2 separate regions of the Sus scrofa genome follow, and region 2 is linked to region 1. Evidence: chromatin contacts called from public Hi-C data. All regions are on one chromosome and are shown on one strand. Each heading gives the region's core, a stretch centred on a gene start, on an enhancer-like site or on the middle of the called end of the contact. The rest is flanking DNA. Distances are from core to core; before and after follow the strand shown. Region 1 overlaps GOLM1 (Golgi membrane protein 1). Region 2 overlaps KIAA1217 (sickle tail protein homolog).

The links. A called contact is a pair of places that touch in the nucleus more often than the background predicts.
Region 2: a contact with region 1 is called in a Hi-C map of omental adipose tissue, with 7 times the contacts expected there. The contact joins two enhancer-like sites. A contact is called at or near these places in 7 of 47 Hi-C or Micro-C datasets (embryonic fibroblasts, liver, mesenteric adipose tissue and 3 more).

The regions. Positions count from the first base shown.
Region 1 is chr10:29,134,682-29,140,507 of Sscrofa11.1, forward strand. GOLM1 (Golgi membrane protein 1) reads left to right here. Exons shown (of 10, transcript XM_021064635.1): 2 at 3,017-3,166; 3 at 5,825-5,826. The coding sequence starts at 3,038. Among named protein-coding and RNA genes, the nearest start is that of GOLM1, 20 kb to the left of the region's middle. Within about 2 kb of position 2,175, at least 23 of the 83 cell types and tissues checked have an H3K27ac peak or open chromatin away from gene starts, as enhancers often do. A contact at or near this core is called in omental adipose tissue, where this site is marked.
Region 2 is chr10:50,944,255-50,950,080 of Sscrofa11.1, forward strand. All of the region lies in intron 2 of KIAA1217 (sickle tail protein homolog), which reads right to left. Among named protein-coding and RNA genes, the nearest start is that of KIAA1217, 85 kb to the right of the region's middle. Within about 2 kb of position 3,742, at least 5 of the 83 cell types and tissues checked have an H3K27ac peak or open chromatin away from gene starts, as enhancers often do. A contact at or near this core is called in omental adipose tissue, where this site is marked.

The sequences.
Region 1 (5,826 bases), core at 925-3,424:
TCTCTTTTTGCATCAGTGATTTCCACTAGTCTGTCCTCCACCTGGCTTATTCATTCTTCTGTCTCCTGTATTCTGCTGTTGTTTGCTTCTAGTGAATTTTTTTTTTTTTTTTTTGTCTTTTTGCCTGTTCTAGGGCCGCTCCTGCAGCATGTGGATGTTCCCAGGCTAGGGGTCTAATTGGAGCTGTAGCCGCTGGCCTACACCAGGGCCACAGTGATGTGGGATCTGAGCCGTGTCTGCGACCTACACCACAGCTCATGGCAACGCCGGATCCTTAACCCACTGAGCAAGGCCAGGGATCAAACCTGCAACATCATGGGTCCTAGTCAGATTCCTTAACCACTGAGCCACAATGGGAATTCCCCTGCTTCTAGTCAATTTTTATTTCAGTTATTGTATTTTGCAACTCTGCTTGCTTAATCCTTAAATCTATTTCTTTGCTCAGTGTTTCTTGTAATTTATCCATCTTCGCCTCCAGTTTTTGCCTCCAGTTTATTTCTAAGATCTTGAATCATCTTTACTATCATTAGTCTAAATTGTTTTTCATGGAAGTTTGTAATCTCCAGATGACTTAGCTGCTTTTTTTTTTTTTCCTCATTCCTATCTGAGTCATAATTCTTTCTGCCTTTTCATTTTGTATCGATTTGTGGTGTGGTCTCCTTTATGCAGACAGTAGGGTTGTAGCCTGTTCTTGCTTCTGATGTCTGCTCTCCTTGTGGCTGAAGTTGGTGTGGGGCCTTGCTGCAGGCTTCCTGATGGGAGGGACTGTGCCTGCCCACTGGTAGGTGAAGCTGATTCTTAAGCTTCTGGTGGGTGGACGGGGCTTTGGGTGTGATTAGAGGTGGCTCAATGCCTGTGGGGGGGTGGGGTCTTTAGGCAGTCTGTTTGCTAATGGGTGAGGCTTTGTTCCCACCTAGTTTATTGTTTGGACTGGGACTTCTCAGCCCTGATGGGTGGGGTCAGATTTTTCCAAAATGGCCACCTCCAGAGAAATGCACACTGTTGATCATTCCTGAGACCTTTGCATTAATGTCCTTCCCCCACAATGAGCCACAACCACCCCCTGTTTTCCCAGGAGATTCTCCCAGAACTGCAGTCAGGTCTGACCAAGATTCCTATGGAGTCTCTGCTTTGCCTTGGGACCCAGTGCTCCTGAAAGCCTATGTGTGCCTTTCAGGAGTGGGGTCTCCATTTCCCCCAGTCCAAGGAGCTCCTGCACACAAGCCCCACTGGCCCTCAACGCCAGATGCTCTGGGGGTTCCTTCTCCCTATGCCAGATCCCCAGGCGTGGGGACCTGATGTGGGGCTCAGAACTCTCACTCCCTTGGGTGAACTTCTGCAATGTAGTTACTTTCCAGTCTGTGGGCCTCTCACCCTGCTGGGTATGGGGTTCCTTATATCAGGTAATCATCCCTCCTACTGTCTCAGTGTGGCCTCCTCTCTGTCTTCTGGAGTAGGATATCTCTTTTGATAGTTTGGGGTCTATTTTGTTGAAGGTTGTTCAGCAGTTGGTTGTAACTTTGTTGCTTTTATGAGATAAGGTGAGCTCCATTCTTGGAAATGTGTTTCTTAAATGTAAACAAAATCCAGAAGCAATAAAAGAGGCTCAGGATTGATTACTTTTTATTTTATTGGTTTTTTTTAAATGGCTCCACCCATGGAATTTCCCAGGCTGGTGGTTGAATCAGAGCTGCTGCTGCCAGCCTTCCCCACAGCTCATGGCAATGCCGTATCCTTAGCCCACTGAGCGAGGCTGGGATTGAACCTGCATCCTCATGGTTACTAGTCATGACAGAAAACTCCACTAGACAGATTCTTAACCTGGTGAGCCACAACGAGAACTCCAGAGGTGCTTCGTTCTAGGTGATTCAACTAAATTGCTTGTGCATCCCCATGCAGGGCTCCCACACTGGTACCTCGGGAGAGGATGTGTCCCAGGGGCCCACTTTGGGGTACCATCGGGTGGGAGCTGCTCTGTCAGCTCTCCCCTGTTCTCCTTTACGTCAAGGCTGAGTCCTTGCTGGTCTCTCTTCCACCTTCTCGCTCTGTTTCCCGCTCCCTCACCTCCTCCGCTGCAGGCCACACTTGGCACCAAAGCATATCTGTTCTCAGAGAGGCTGTTGATTGTGTATATCGTGTGTGCTGCCCTCCCTCTGATGAGATCCTGTTTGATCTGGCTCAGCCAGAGCCATCGAGAGAAGCGGGCCTCCCTTGTCCTTGCTGACCCGCGCCAGGGCCCCGCCAGACCTAGGCTGGGGTTGAAGTCCATGAGCAAAACACAGCTCCTTTCTTGTCTTTGTGTTTCTTGTAAGGAGCTTGATGCTCTGGGCAGCCCTTGAAGCCCCTTCCTCAGTCTGCTGTGCTGCACAGAAGCTGGAGAGCAGTGTTCAGAGGACGCCAGGGCGTGTGGCTCGGCTCTGCCCCAGGGCCCCTTCCCAGCGCAGGGCCCCGCCCGTGCTGACCTCACCCCCCACAGGAGGCCTTCCTGCTTGGCTCCAGAAACACTGTACCAGGGTGTTGTTGATAATTCGGTCACCACGGTAAAAAACACCAAAGCCAAAAAAACCCCCAAACCTTACTTTCTTAGGAATCGATCAGAAAGGCTTCTTTGGGGGATAATGAGAACTGGTGTCTGTCTTGTGTGATGCAGCGGCCCTAACGTTTGCTTTTGCTTCTACAGGGGTGATTTCTCAGCCTGTGCTGGGAGATAGAAACTGCCGTCATCCCCATTTTACAGGCGAGAAAGCTGCAGTGTGAGAAGTTCTTACCTGCCCAGGTCTCGGCTGCTGGGTGATGGGTTCCTGGCATGGGACTCACTCCCACAAGCCTGTCCCCGGGGATCTGGCCACCCTGCCCAGGGCCCAGGCCCCTGGCTCTGGGTGTGCTGCTTGCGCGTTCTTCACTCACAGCTTTGCAGGACGCCTTCCTGTTGTGATGGGGGGGAGGGGGTTGACGGCATGCTTGGGGCATGGTTACTCCTGGTCCTGAGGCCTGTGTGTTTGTTTTGATTTGGCAGAGTCCTCAGCCGGCCTTTGAGATGATGGGATTGGGCAACGGGCGTCGGAGCATGAAGTCGCCGCCCCTCGTGCTGGCCGCCCTGGTGGCCTGTATCATCGTCCTGGGCTTCAACTACTGGATTGCGAGCTCCCGGAGCGTGGACCTCCAGGTGTCCTATTTGTCCTGTCTGTGTGGATGTCATGGAGCATTTGAAGCTGCTGGGTGGTGGGGCCCCAGGGGTTTTCTGTTATTGCCACCCGAGGTGTGTGCTCAGTGGCTGGTGTGGGCAGAGTCATGTGTGTTGGAGGCTCTATATGGCCCCACACCCAGCCCCGGGGCTGACCTCACACCAGCCGTGCTCTTGGGTGGGAGAAGACCCCCTTATGACTTAGGATTGCTGCCAGGAAGTCCCTCGATGCTCTTCATGTGGGCTAATGATTTTTTTAGTCAAGCCTTTCGGGCCTATTCTGGAAAGACAGTTTATACCACCCGCGATGCACCGTCTCCAACCCGTTGTGCTCCTCTGGGCCACACTCGATATTAAAGAGTGGCTTTGGCACTGCACTTGGGTAACAGGTGTGAGAAGTGTGTTTTTAGAGGTACCTGTCTGCATCACCAGCATTTACTGATGATAGCAGGTTTAGCTTTCCCATTTTTGCTGACCAGGGTGGGTCGGGCAGTGCCAAGCAGTGACAGGGGCTCTTCCTGGCTACAGTTCAGTCAGGCTCCATGGAGCCCACCACATAACTAGGACTCTGTCCCTTGCCACCCTCGCCCCCGCCTCCATCCATCCTGATTTTGGCCTGCCCGGCCCAGGCTCAGCAAGGAATGCCACTAAACTCATCCTTCCCCCTCTGATCAAGCTACTCATCCTTTATCTTTGATGTCTCACCCTGGGCCCACCTGCCTGTAGCAAGAGTCCTGTTAGGCCAGCTTAGCAGGAATCCCCCTACTCTTAGTACTGTTCCACCCACTGACCCCACCCCCTGCTTGTTGACTCTACACCCTCAGCAGGCTTTGCTGTACTCAGAGTTGAGCAGAGTGTCTCCCTGTGATGGCAGTAGTCATGCTGCATTTGCAGTAGAGTCTTGAATAAAAATTTCCTTACCATTTTATCAAGGATCAGAATAATTTTTCTTTACCAGTACATGGCAGTCATTGTCTTTTTTTTTTTTTTTTTTTTTTTTCCTTTTTGGACTGCAGGTGCGGCATATGGAAGTTCCCAGGCTAGGGGTCAAATTGGAGCCACAGCCACACCAGATCTGAGCTGTGTCTGTAACCTACACCACAGCTCTCAGATCCTTAACCCACTGAGCGAGGCCAGGGCTTGAACCTGCATCTTCATGGATACTAGTTGGGTTCATAACCCACTGAGCGACAAGGGGGGAACTCCCATTCATTATCTTCTTTTGTACACAGCCTCTTAACCGGTTGGGACCTTATGGTCCCTGTTTCAGAGGTGAGCAGACTAAGACTTGGAGAGATTAGTGCAAGGAGAGGAGAGGTGGAATTGCCACCAAGTCTTCCTGATGGGTGGGTGTGCGCTCTTAGCCATGGAAGCCCAACCCATAGAAGTGTGTTGTCCTCCTCTCAGGCTTAGCTCCGTGCAGGTGTGGTGCTCTTGTCTGAGCTTCCACTGGACCCCTGTTCTCTGGGCAGATGGGGTCTTAGTGTTGGAGAACCGAATCTCTTTTTAGGAATTGTGTCATAAGGAGTGTTTAAGCACTCTGTTAATGGGGAAAAGGAAACTAAATATTTGAACACCCGCTCACTTCAGATAAAGTGTTTTATGTATAGGTAGACCTTGGCGATATCACAAATTCAGTTCCAGACTGCTGCAATAAAGCACGTAATGCAATAGCAGGTCATGTGAGCTTTTTGTTTTCCCAGCATATGAAAAGTTACATTTGCACTGTAAAGTTGCATTTACACTGTACTGTAGTCTGTTAAGTGTTCCATACTGTCATGTCTGAAAAAACATACCTTAATTTAAAAATATTTTACTGCTAAAAGATCCCTTCACTGAGTCACAGTAGTAACCTCAAAGCTCATGACTGCAGATCATCATGACAAATATAATAATAGTGAAAAAGTGTGAAATGTTGTGAGGACTACCAAAATGTGACACAGAGACACAAAATGAGCAAATGCCTTTGGAAAAACAGTTCTGGCTGGAAGTTCCCATTGTGGTGCAGCAGACCTGAATCCGACTAGGAACCATGAAGTTATGGGTTTGATCCCTGGCCTCGCTCGGTGAATTAAGGATCTGGCATTGCTGTGAGCTGTGGTGTAGGTTGCAGACGCGGCTTGGATCTGGTGTGGCTGTGGCTGTGGCCAGCAGCTGTAGCTCCGATTAGACCCCTAGCCTGGGAACTTTCATATGCTGCGAGTTTGGCCCTAAAAAGCAAAAGCCAAAAAAAAAAAACAGGGAAAAATAGTGCTGGCAGACTTGCTCCCTGCAGAGTTGCCACAGACCTTCAATTCATAAAAAAATGCATTGCTCAATAAAATGAGGTATGCCTGTATCTGCCTCATTCAAGCCTCCCTAAATCCCTGTGAGGGGTGTGGTGGTGTTTCCATGGAGTCATGCAGTGAAGACATAGATGCTCAAAGATGTGAATTCCACCATTTTTCTAGAATCACCTTTTGGGGGCTTTTACACAACTATCCTGAAAGACTGAGCCCCGGAGACACAGTGTGTGTGAGTGGACACTGTGGCTACACTCAGTGCTGACTCTGGGCCCAGGTGTGGTCCTTGCCGAGGGGGCCAGGGCGGTCTGGTCTGGGGATGCCTTGACATGGTCCTTACGCCATGGTGTCCTTGCAGAC
Region 2 (5,826 bases), core at 2,492-4,991, about 22 Mb after region 1:
GAATGCATGTCAGTCCCTGGTCCAAGCACTTTACAAGACCTTCATCCTTTTTTGTCTTTGTCACCAAGAATCTTCTTTGCAGCCTCCCTCACATCCCACCTGCTCTTCCTACGGCAGTCAAAGCAGCTTTGCTAAAATACAAATCTCATCACAGTACTTCCACACTCTCAGCTGCTGCTGCTTCTTCTTCTTTTTTTTTTTCTTCTGTCTTTTGTCTTTTTAGGGCCATACCTGTGACACATGGAGGTTCCCAGGCTAGGGGTCCAATCGGAGCTATAGCTGCCGACCTGCACCATAGCCACAGCCACTCGGAATCCAGGTTGCCTCTGTGACCTACACCACTGCTCCTGGCAATGACGGATCCTCAGCCTACTGAGCGAGGCCAGGGATCAAATCCGAGTCCTCATGGATGTCAGTCAGGTTCGTTAATCACTGAGCCATGAAAGGAACTCCAGCTTCTGAAACTCCTCATTTTCTATATTCCATTGCATAGCCCACAATGACCCTTAAACCCTATTTATCACCTGTTCTTCACTCTCTTCACCCTCCTGTGAAGCTGATGTTGCAGCCACAACACCCTAAGCACCTGCCCTCACCTTGCTTGCCCCTTCGCCCATGAGGACTACTTTCTCTACCTGGAAGGCCCTCCGCCCTGCAAGTTTCAACCAGGGATAAGGAAGTTTCCTGAGAGAAGCATTTCCAAGCCTGGAGAACCCCAAAGGCAAATACTAAAGCCCCAAGTGGACCCAAAACAAAAACCCCAAGTGAAAACAAATGAAACAGTTGGTTCAACAGAATGGGAGACAGGTGCAAGACTTTCTCAACCTTATGGTCAGGTTAAAAAAAAATAAAATAAAATAAAAAGCAAGAACCTAATATAAAATGGCAAAGGATGAAGCAATGACAAACTGGAATGCTTTTTTCATGCAAAAAGGAAATGCAGAGGAATTACACAGCTGTAGTCACAGAAGCAGCTGTTGAGTCAGCCAACTTGGGTAAGATATGCATGCAAATCAGAGACTGATGATTTATGTTAATTGACTTATATTTGGTCTGAGTACTAGCCATTTTGTACTTCTAAACCTCCTGTCAGCATCATTTCTGGTTCTACCCATTTTCAGCAAGTTTCATATAGCATCTCCCCCCCATTGTCTCTTTTCTGATTTGACAGATGAGGATGAAAAAGAATATGAAAATGCAGGTGAAACCACAGGCCACTTTCCGAAATTGCCACATATGCAAATCTGAATTCCATGAACCCAAACACTAGTGTTAGGGGTCCTGTGAGCAAGTACTTCTGCAAATTAACTGGAGAACCCAAAGATGACCACGACATGACCTTGAATTCAAGGACTGACAGTTTTAGAAGACTCATAGCCCACAGCCTTGGGTGTCTGATGGGCACTTCAAACATAGCACGTCTGATAACCAGTCTCTCCTTCAAACCTTGATCCTCCTCAGACCTTCCCCATCAGTTAAATGAAAACACGAGTCTTCCACCTGCTAAAATCAAGAACCTTGTGTATGATTACTCTTGCCTTCCCTCTTGTGCTCACGGGCCTCCAGTTGGCCTAGCAGCAAACCCCATCAACTCTAGAACCAGGATCTGACTGCTTCTTAACCCCTCAGGCCACCAACCTAGTCTTGGGTCATCTCTCACGAGTCTATTCAGGAGCCTCCTTGTGGGTCTCGCTGCTTCCAGGCTTGACCTATTCTGCTGCAGACCGCTCTGCACAGCAGCCAAAACTAATAACGTTATGTTAATTACACTCAGTTAAAAAAAATTAATAAAAGAAAATGTCATTGATATAAAAATAAGGACCTGGGTCTAATTTTAACAGGACAAGACCAAAGAGAAATGTCGGAGCAGGAGGCAGTATCTGCCCCAGGTGCACTGGCTCTTACCATCTGAGATGCCAATGCTGAGAAGCAGCATGAAGAAGGTAGACACCTCCCAAAATGCAGTCAGGAGTTTAAAGGAACCAGGCATGAAGTGCTAAGAGTGCAGCCTTTGTAACAGGACCAGGAAGGGATGTGTTTATACCACACTTAACCAGACCATCCCGTCGAAGACAAAAACTCAAGGAATCTGTGTGAACAAACCCTGACAAGTGAATAAAGAGGTGGAGAAGAGGAGGGGGGAAAAAGGACAGAAAGATCAGAATAGACTCAAGGGGCCATCTGGTGACTTTTCTAAGGACTAGCATTTAACTTTCAAAAGAAACCTGAAATAATTCTTCCCAAATCAAACAGACTAAGCAGCCATCTCTTTGCACTACAAAGCAGGGGATTCGGTTCCTTATCATTTAAAAGGAATTTTAATGCAAAATAGTAACTCACATTGTCTTACAAACTCACATTGCCTCCATTAACCGCCCCCCCAAGATGTCCCTGGGGTGGGGAGGGGAGCGAAGAGGCAGCAAAGCAGTGCTATTTGCATGGCTTTAGTGACCTCCCCCTCAAGGAGGTAAAAGTGAAAGCATTCTTTAAAAGATCTGGGATACTTGGAAAGTCTATCCTTCTTGTACCTGAAATTAAACAGACTAGGAAAGAATCTATAGGGAAAGTTGCTGTTGGATCCAAGCTTGCACAGTTTCCGGGGGAGCACAAACACAAGGAAAACAGGAATAGTTTGGTAGGGGAGGGAAGCTGGAGTGGGAGGGAGGCTTAATTCTAGTTAAAGTCTCCTAAGGAGCCAACACGTGGATCCAGGAAAAGGCCCCAGAACTGCAGGATGGGGCTTAGCACCAAGTGGATTCCGGGTTGACTGAGGAAGATCAGGAGGAAGAGAGTGGCAGGGGAAATACCTTTGCTCATCTCCTCTTCCTTAACATAATTGCAGTGACTATTAAAAAACAAACAAAAAAACCCAACATGTGGCAAAGGCACTTAAGTTGCCACGGGAAAGTCACAAGTTTGCTGGAAGAGAATGTAGGGATGGTAGGGTGTCTGGTGTAATGTGATGAAGAAAATTTGATGGCAAAAGAGGTTCAAGTTTTACCTGCAGTTGGGTGCGGGTGTCGTAATAACCTAAAGAGCCTGGATTGTGGAGTCTAGACCCATTCCACCCCTGGAGAATCACAGAAAACTCAAGTCAACCTGGCTGGAAGCCAGTATTACGGCTTCTTTAGTTGTCATTTTCAGAGTCGCATGATATTGAGGTTTCTATGTATATTATTTATAATCTGTAACATTTTTGCACCATTCTGCCAAGTTTTTTAAGGTCATTATCTCTCACATTCACTTTTTTTTCTTTTTTTTCCTGTCTTTTCAGGGCCTTTTCAGGGCATATGGAAGTTCCCAGGCTAGGGGTTGAACTGGAAACTGCAGCTGCCGGCCTACACCACAGCCACAGCAACGTGGGATCTGAGCCGTGTCTGCGACCTACACCACAGCTCATGGCAACACCAGATCCTTAACCCACTGAGCATGGCTAAGGATCGAACCCGCATCCACGGATACCAGTCTGGTTTGTTACCCCTGAGTCGCAACGGGAACACTTCATATTCCTCTTGACTCCACAAGGATGCCCAGAGGCCTGAGCTCAGGAGGGTGATCAAGGCCAGCCAGTCCCAAGTGTCAGGGGAGAGCTTGGCACTCAAGTCTGGGAACTTCTGAGCCCGAGCTCTGCCTTCTCTGCCCAGTACATGCTCCACCTCCCAGCAACCCCAAACCATCCTTCTCTCTAGCATCTTCCATGGGCTGAGAACCTTCCTACACTCTGATTGAAACTGAGCCTTTACTATTTTTAGACAAGAGCTAATGAGCTGTCTATGTCAGACAGGTTCTCAAACCTATCAGATCCCACACTCTTTAGGTATCCTCAGATGTAATCAATAAAAAAATCTTGCCTGGTCACATACATTTAAAAAAACAACCAACAGAATGTCCTCACTTAATTATATAAAGAGGAAATAAAGGAGAAATTTAAAACAAATAAGAGGCACTTGAATGTACAAATGCTCAGGTACCACTACACAGCAGACATTATAAGACGGAGAGATCAGTATGAATTCAACAGCTACACAGGCAGGCCAATAGCAGCATTGATATTATTTTTTCTGAAATAAACATAAAGTTCTATTACCATATGATCCAGCAATCCCACTCCTGGGCATACATCTGGACAGAACTATAATTCAAAAAGATACATGCACCGGTATGTTCATTGCAGTACTATTCACAATAGCCAAGACATGGAAACAACCTAAATGTCTATCGACAGATGAATGGATTCAGAAGATGGGGTACATATACACAATGGAATACTACTCAGCCCTAAAAAAGAATAAGATCATGCCATTTGCAGCAATATGGCTGGAACTAGAGATTCTCATACTAAGTGAAGTAAGTCAGAAAGAGGACAAATACCATATGATATCACTTATATGTGGAATCTAAAATATGGCACAGATGAACCAATCTACAAAACAGAAACAGACCAACAGACATAAAAGAACAGACTTGTGGTTGCCAAGGGGGAGGGGGAAGGGAGTGGGATGGACAGGGAGTTTGTGGTTAGTAGATGCAAACTGTTATATTTAGAATGGATAAGCAACGAGATCCTGCTGTATAGCACAGGGAACTATATCCAATCTCCTGGGATAGACCATGATGGAAGATAATATGAGAAAAAGAATGTGTGTGTGTGTGTGTGTGTATGTGAGACTGGGTCCCTTTGCTGTACCACAGAAATTGGCACAGCATTGTGAATCAACTACACTTTAATTAAAAACTATGCAAAATATATAGTAAAGTTCTAAACAAGACAAAGAATAATATCACCTCAATTAATACGGTGGTTGCGTTCCTGGGAAATTCAGCATGTATTTAAAATGTTTTTTGTTTATATCTCTCTATATTATACACATATATAGAGAGAGATCTATATTATATAGAGATATAAACATTTTTTATAAAATGTAAAATGTAACAAAATATTTATAAGATGAATAAAAATATAAAAATACAAATATATATATATAATAAGTTTATATTTTAGTGATAGGAACACTTTCCCCTCTCCCTAAACATGTCTGGCCCATCTGCTCCGAAGTAGCTTCATAGGGGACAATTCTTTAAAGTGCATTGCAGGGCATCCAGCATCCCTGGCTTGCACCCATGCAAATGCCACCCCTAGTTGTGACAGGCAGCGGCGGCCCCATGAGTTTCTACACTATGCCACAGTGGGTGGTACTGTCAACTCTAAGTGTAGACAGTACTTCTACTGTAACAAGCTTCTCCCAGCTCTCCTTTTATTCTCAGGCAGCTAAGGATCCTTTAATATCAAATTCCGTCGTGCTTTAAAAATCCCAGCGTATCATATCATCATCTATCTCCTTCCATGGTTATTAGCAAATAGGTGTGAACTGGATCACTCAGCTTTTGGACACAGTGACAGAGAACAGCCAGCCTTTAGTTGTCATTTACTGGGACCTGAAGAAAGAGCTGCCAGGATGACAACATGAGACACGCCATAGGAGTGCTTATTTTCAGACGTTCGTCATTATTTTCTGCACAGACGCTATAATTAGACCCAATTAGCAAGTTGTTCTCTCTACTTATTCACCAAAGGCCAATACTGCCCTGTGAGAGGATTTTTAAAAAATGCAAAGAACCTCACAAAACCCCCCAAAGAAATAACCCAAACAACCCCGAAGGTGACCTGAACGTAACAAATCAAAGATTTTAAAAGGCGAAAAGGGTCTCCATGATTGAAGACTAAAAATAGTCACAGAAAAATGATATATGCTGGGGCACGTTTCTGATGCTGGATTAGGAGATAACCTTCCCATGAGTTAATGAGCACAACCTCAGCTTTTACTG